2 separate regions of the Gasterosteus aculeatus genome follow, and region 1 is linked to region 2. Evidence: chromatin contacts called from public Hi-C data. All regions are on one chromosome and are shown on one strand. Each heading gives the region's core, a stretch centred on a gene start, on an enhancer-like site or on the middle of the called end of the contact. The rest is flanking DNA. Distances are from core to core; before and after follow the strand shown. Region 1 holds the start of mn1b (meningioma 1b). Region 2 overlaps LOC120831333 (a long non-coding RNA gene).

Evidence for each region. Hi-C and Micro-C count contacts between places; a contact is called where the count stands out from the background.
Region 1: a Hi-C map of skeletal muscle shows a contact between it and region 2, with 4 times the contacts expected there. The contact joins the promoter of mn1b here to the enhancer-like site in region 2. A contact is called at or near these places in 3 of 6 Hi-C or Micro-C datasets (skeletal muscle and whole body).

Annotation. Positions count from the first base shown.
Region 1 is chr13:14,421,023-14,424,106 of fGasAcu3.hap1.1, forward strand. mn1b (meningioma 1b) reads right to left here and starts at 1,413. Exons shown (of 2, transcript XM_040195349.2): 1 at 1-1,413. The coding sequence starts at 301.
Region 2 is chr13:14,357,219-14,360,363 of fGasAcu3.hap1.1, forward strand. All of the region lies in intron 1 of LOC120831333 (a long non-coding RNA gene), which reads right to left. Among protein-coding and RNA genes, the nearest start is that of LOC120831333, 4.3 kb to the right of the region's middle. Within about 2 kb of position 1,418, at least 2 of the 9 cell types and tissues checked have open chromatin away from gene starts, as enhancers often do.

The DNA of each region.
Region 1 (3,084 bases), core at 163-2,662, 64 kb after region 2:
ATCCATGCATGGGTCCTTGCTGCTGCTGCTGCTGAAGTCCGCTGCCTGCATGCATGTCCGAGTGGCCCCGCGGGTGAAAGCCCCCGTACTGTTCTCCGTTCATGTTCATATTGAGCCCGAGCATTTGCGGTTCGCTCAGAGAGCCCATGCCGGGTTCCACGGCTCCCGGCGGGCCGCCAGCGTGAAAACCCGGACTTTTATAATGAGAGCCCATGTTCAGTCTCGATAGGTTTATGTTTCTCTCTGATTGGCGAGGGTTTCTGCTATTAATCTGAGAAGCAAACTGCTCCAGCCCAAACATACTCCCCTGCAATCAATCCCACATGACGGCCAGTTTGCCTGACATCAGCGCACTGTCTGTTTTTTTTTTTTTTTTTACAGTCTGTCCCCAAAAGGAAAAAAAAAGATATAAAGAAATTGTTCAAATGTCTAATGATCAAACTGATTTGTATTCTTTAAATGTTGAAACGCGTGAAATAAGTTAATCATTGCGTTTTATCAATTGTTTTTTGTTTTTCAACTTCTCCAAGGACGCGGGCGCGAGAGGGAATAGACTGTCCAAATACGCACGCAAACTGTGTTCCGGCTCCCGTGTTTATGCGCGCATTTGACGGCTCTGCCTTTTGTCTTTGATTAAGCAAACGCACATAGAACACTGTTATTTAACTTGCTGCACGGGTAACCTACCATAGTCCAAAGTTTTTCTGTGCGCTTTTCTTCGGCGCGAACGTGACAAAAAAGCATCTCCTTGACGAACTAAAAGATCGGGAGCGATCGAATAGGTAATATGACAATTTCTGTCAGCTATTAATTGTTTATTCCAGTCCAATGTCAAAAGTCAAAAGTCCCGGAGCGACTTTTTGTATAAGGTCCCATACTGGAAAAAAAGAGGAAAAAGTCCAATATGAGCCGGATAGTTTAAACTACCCCTGCAGCCTTAGAGCAGAAAAAAAAGATTTCTTGAAATAAACACTTTCTTCTAATGTCTTTCAATATCACGCTAACTGCCAAGCAGACATGTAGCTCAAAAGTCCAATGTGATCGAAAGTCCACAATCTCCAACCCAGGCACCGGAGAACCGGAGCGTCAGTTAACGCGACCTGGACCCGGAGCAGCGCGGCGTGCACTACCCGCACTCCACAACCACGGAGCTGCTGCACAGCATCCTTCGCCCGCTGCCGGTCGCGCGCCTCGCAGAGAAGCGCCTTTTGCCTGAAGTCCTCGCGGTGCGTTTCGCTCCTAACGTGCGCGTCCCTCCGTGTGCCGAGTCGTGCCTGGTGTGGTCTGAGTGCACTTTGGAGCGATTCACAGACACACTCTCACTTCGCACTGCCGCTTGGCGCTGTGTGAGCCTGCAACAAGTTTTGCATTTTTGCAGCCGCTTCCATCAATGAACCCTCCGCCAATCAGAAGGCCCGTAGAAAGCTTCCAGGGCGGGACAAACGCTTTTAAGGTGGTCCATGGGATTGCGCAAAAAATAAAAAATCGGACGTAAGAAATGGCTTTTACTTGAAATGTAATGTTTTTGACGAAATAGCGCAGTATTTTGCACATTAAAACCGTCCATCACGTTTGAATATTCTTTTTTCTTCCAAAACGATTTATTTCTTTGCCACAGAATTGCGGTCTACAACAATCGAGGTGATGGATACAGTTCTGAAACTCCCGTTTCCTCCGCAGGAGAATGAAGTGGATTTCAACATCGTGCCGATCAGTCCTCTTCCCTTATGAACAAACTTTAGCGCTGCACACACTCATCTGAGAAGTGATCAGTACTTCGTTTGGCATTAACATTTCATTACAACAACATAAAGCTCAATGTGATAACTTGCACCAATAACAACAAGCGATTGTTGAAGGAAAAGACGAGCGAAGCTCTTTAAAAGATTTATAAATGAGAGACGGTCTCGCAATGAACACTGTGAATCCACCCTGTTCAGGTGTGTATGTGCTGAATGGTGATATAGTAAATATTGTACTCAGTAGATGGATTTGCAGAGATATGATGGCCAATCATATACGTTACGTAAATATATTGAACCTTGGTGGAAGGAAATAGATCCATATTATCGCGTGTGTGTGTGTGTGTGTGTGTGTGTGTGTGTGTGTGTGTGTGTGTGTGTGTGTGTGTGTGTGTGTGTGTGTGTGTGTGTGTGTGTGTCCAATCAATCTGGCCCCAGTCGTGTGAATTTGTGTCCCAACGGGAAGAAAATCCTCCTTAAAAGACCATCTGAACTAAATCATGTGGACGATATTGGGCTTCGGTTCCGATAGTCAATAGCATTCTCTCAGTGTTATAATCTGTGAAATAGAACAAATTTCAAAGGTTAAATTAGGATAAGTTACTTTATAGGTTAATTAGCCGCAGGCCTACAAAGGCCGAAGTTATCTGTGGAAGGTTAAGTGGTGCAACAACCCGAGATAAGATATTCAAATATTGCAAATGGTTCATCTTCAGGTTCGTGCGTTTGATTAAAAAATCCGAATATAAGGAATTCAGACATAGTAGTCATTTTAAGAAGATTTATATTTCATTTAATTGCACACCATAGCCTTGAGTTTTTCCTCAGGCACGTTTCGGATGGTGTATTCATTGTTATGTAATTAAGAATGTGTGTTCATGTCGTCTGTAGCTCTTGAGTCTCTGTCTGCGTCTTTTAGTGTAGTCGGTTGTGGATTTCGGAGACACCCTGGACCTTCTTTCCCTGGTGAATATTGAAGTGACCAAGTTCACATGCAATTTTCGCGTGTCAAATTTAAACTGTTTGGCGTTAGCGGTCATAGTTTCAAATAATAGATCCTGCAATTATTTTTGATTGTTTGCGTTCGGGGAATCTGGCCTCATAAGATTAACAAAACTAATTTATTTCAAATAAAAGGCAACATTTGGGAATACTGAATACAAATATAATTCCATTTCACTAGAAGGGACAGTTTCTTTAGTGATACTAGAACGTCGTATTATAATGTCCCCGGCAGTGGGGACAGTGGACATTTAAAGAAGTTGGTGGCAGACGTCTCTGCACTTTTGGGGGGAAATGAAGTGGACTTTACCAAACGGACACAGTGCCACCTAGCGGCGGC
Region 2 (3,145 bases), core at 168-2,667:
CCAGAGGATGATATCCAACCCTCTCCAGGGAGATAGAATGTCTCTCTCCATATCTGGCAACCATGACCACAAATTAAGCAAGGGCTTCTGTGAATTATTCCCTGCGTGTGCCTATGGGTTTTAAAGCGCCCATAAGGATACAGAAACTCCTCAGTCCAGAAACCGACATGTGTGTGAACACTTCAATTTACAATTAAAAGATACAACAGCCTTTCAAACCCTCTCTAACTAGGGGGGCTTACTGTGTCTGAGCCACCCAGCGTTGACTCCCGAAGTTGGGATGAGAACACTTGGATAAATGCAGCTCCCCACACAGAACACCTCTGAGCTCAGCGTGTGACAAGAACACTGCCTTTTGTTAGAGTGTTCACACCTTTTAATGCGTTGACAAATGTGTGTTTCGGTGGCCAGTGAACTCCCTGCTAAAATACGGCCGCAGACACTTTCTGCTTACCCTCCTGCAGCCAGGCTGCTGTAAGCATTTCAGCAGATAGGTGGACGAGAACACGCCGTCATGCTGAAACATGGTGGGCTGCAGCCAGGGGCTCTAAATCTAGGAGCGCCAGACTTTCAGCACTGGCTACAGTCTGACCAGCCACCTTCATTTTTGCAGTCTGCGATGTAGAAACCGAAGCACACTATACACACTGCAGACTGCGACTTACCACCATTATTCATTGGAAAACCTTTTTGCAGCAGCCTGTGGCCATTGTGCAAAACCCAGATCATACATTTAAACGCATATATTCAAAGACACAACATCTACACATCTGCACACGGTCACATGTACATCCCTCACCATCTGAGATTGCCTGTGGTGGAGAGAGGATAAGAAAACATAGCCAGGTCTGCCCCCTCTGGCCTGTGGCTGTTGGGAGGAGATGCCTCTCGCCTCTCATTTCCCCTGGTCCACAGGAGGCCCATCTCCACACAGCCACTGACCCATCTGTCCTGCATGGCTAACTGGGCTCCTGTGTATTCACCACAGCAGAGCAACACTGCAGGGAAGGAGGGGCACGCGGGGAGGGGGGGGGGGGGGGGGGGGCTTCAACATCTGGGAACCATCAAGCCAAGAGGGCCTTAGATCCTGAGATTCCAGGCTGCGACCCTTCTCCTCAACTCCCCCTCATGCCTCTAAACCCCTCCACCACCACTTTTCCTCTACATCTGTCTCACCCCCCCTTTCTCCTCTCCTCCTCCCCCTCTTCTTTTCCTCTCCTCCCCTCGTCCAGGCTGCCCATCATTTCCATGTCTCTTCGGCAGTGGGCCTAATCCAAACAGATTGTCTAACTGTTTCAAAAACATACTCCTTTTCTCAGCCCCCTCTGCATCCTCCCCCAGCCCCCCTCTGTCCCGTGTTCATCCCGGGGAACAGACACTCTCTTTCATAGTGGAGGAGGTGCTGGTGTCAGTCTGGCTTGGGTTAGCAGGTCACTGCTGCGCAGAACCATTTCGGCAGGGTTGAGCATGCTAGGCCACAAAGCGCTTTGGCAGATCCCTGTTTAATACTCCTGAGACATAAAACGCAGTCCGACCCGCTCCTCCTCCGCCTCTTCCTCCGCACCCGTACTAGGTCTCCATCGGAATGGCTACAGCTGGCAACATAGGCTTACTGTGTGTGTGGTTCAAAGCCCATTGTCTCAGGCATATTGTCCGGGCCATTCCACCCTATCCCGCGGGCTAGTGCTGGGCCAGGGATAGCCTTTGGGAAGGAGGAAGAGGGGGGGGACTCAGTAGGGGTCTTGGGAGCTGGGAGGTATCCCAGGAGACCACCAGGCATCCCACCGGGTAGCCTGCCTACATCTGAAGCTCCCCCTGCCGCTGCCTGCTGAACTCTTGTATACTGTGTTTTGTTTAGAAGGAAGCTCCGACCCTATTTACCATACTTAAATTAAAGGGATTAACATGGTTCCAGTGTTGCTCGCATTTGTGTTCTCTATGATCCCACCTCCCTCCCTATGTCTTGGATTCTTGAGGCAGGGGAGGATTTGGAGCACCTGAGAGTTTTATTTTATTTTTTAAAGTTGATTCAAGACATTACATAAAGCTTGTGTTGCAAAAAGACACATCTGATTAGATTGTACCTATAAAGTATGAAAAATCAACTAAATGTTTGTTAAAGGCTTGAAATGGTGCTGTAAAAATCTATTGGAACCAGCGCATGGATTTAATGTGTTGATTTTAGCCATTTTAGGCTGCCGTCCCAATTGGACTGTGACTGAGGGTCAGGAAAGCTGTGGCCTGCAGATCAGAGGCCGGATTAATTGTTGACACTATCCCAGTCCAAACAGAACCCTCACTACCCCCATTATACACACACACACACACACACACACACACACACACAAACACACACACCCTCCCAACTACATCAAGATCCTGACAGACGCTTTGATTTATGTCTCGCCACCAACAAAAAAAAAAAGAGAACAAAATCAATTGGCTATTACCGCACTTAGCAGCGGGCTGTCACCACCTGGGAGCAGGGTGTTGAAAACAAAAGACAGAGTCCGTAACGACTCTTCCATACCACCACATATACTCATTTCCACTGGGGAGACAGAGATCAGTGCTCAATCTCCATAAACACAGCTAGTCTCCAAACCGAGTGTCTGTACCACGTGCTCAGGGGCCGGCGGAGGTCCAGAGGTCAGAGAAGCTGGCTTGTGCACAAAGTGCCGATGGTTGGAATTGCCAGACTGCCTGGAAAACTGTTGGTAAAGCAGGCAACAACCACTGACACAACACCCCTGAGCAAGGCTCTGACGTCCATCTGGCCTGCAGAGGCGTACGTGGTCGTATCGGGAGGCTTAAAGGTGTGATTCTTTGTATAAAGCAAAACATACAAAGATTGAACAAATGTAATAATTGAAAAACATGCGCCTACTGATTACTGTTTACTTTGAGTAAATTTAATCAGTGATGTTTTAAAAGAGTTAATTAGTTTGCACACTTTGACCAGACCAACCTCACCCGTCAGACCCAGGATACTGCAAGGCTTCCTCTTTCTTTTCTCTCCCTGTGCGATTTTCTGATCAGATTTAGATCATTTATGGCGCGTTTCCACCAAGCGGCACGGTACGGTACGGGTCGGGTCGGTACCCTTTTATTTGTGTCTCCACTGCCAAAAGTTGAGAATGGTACC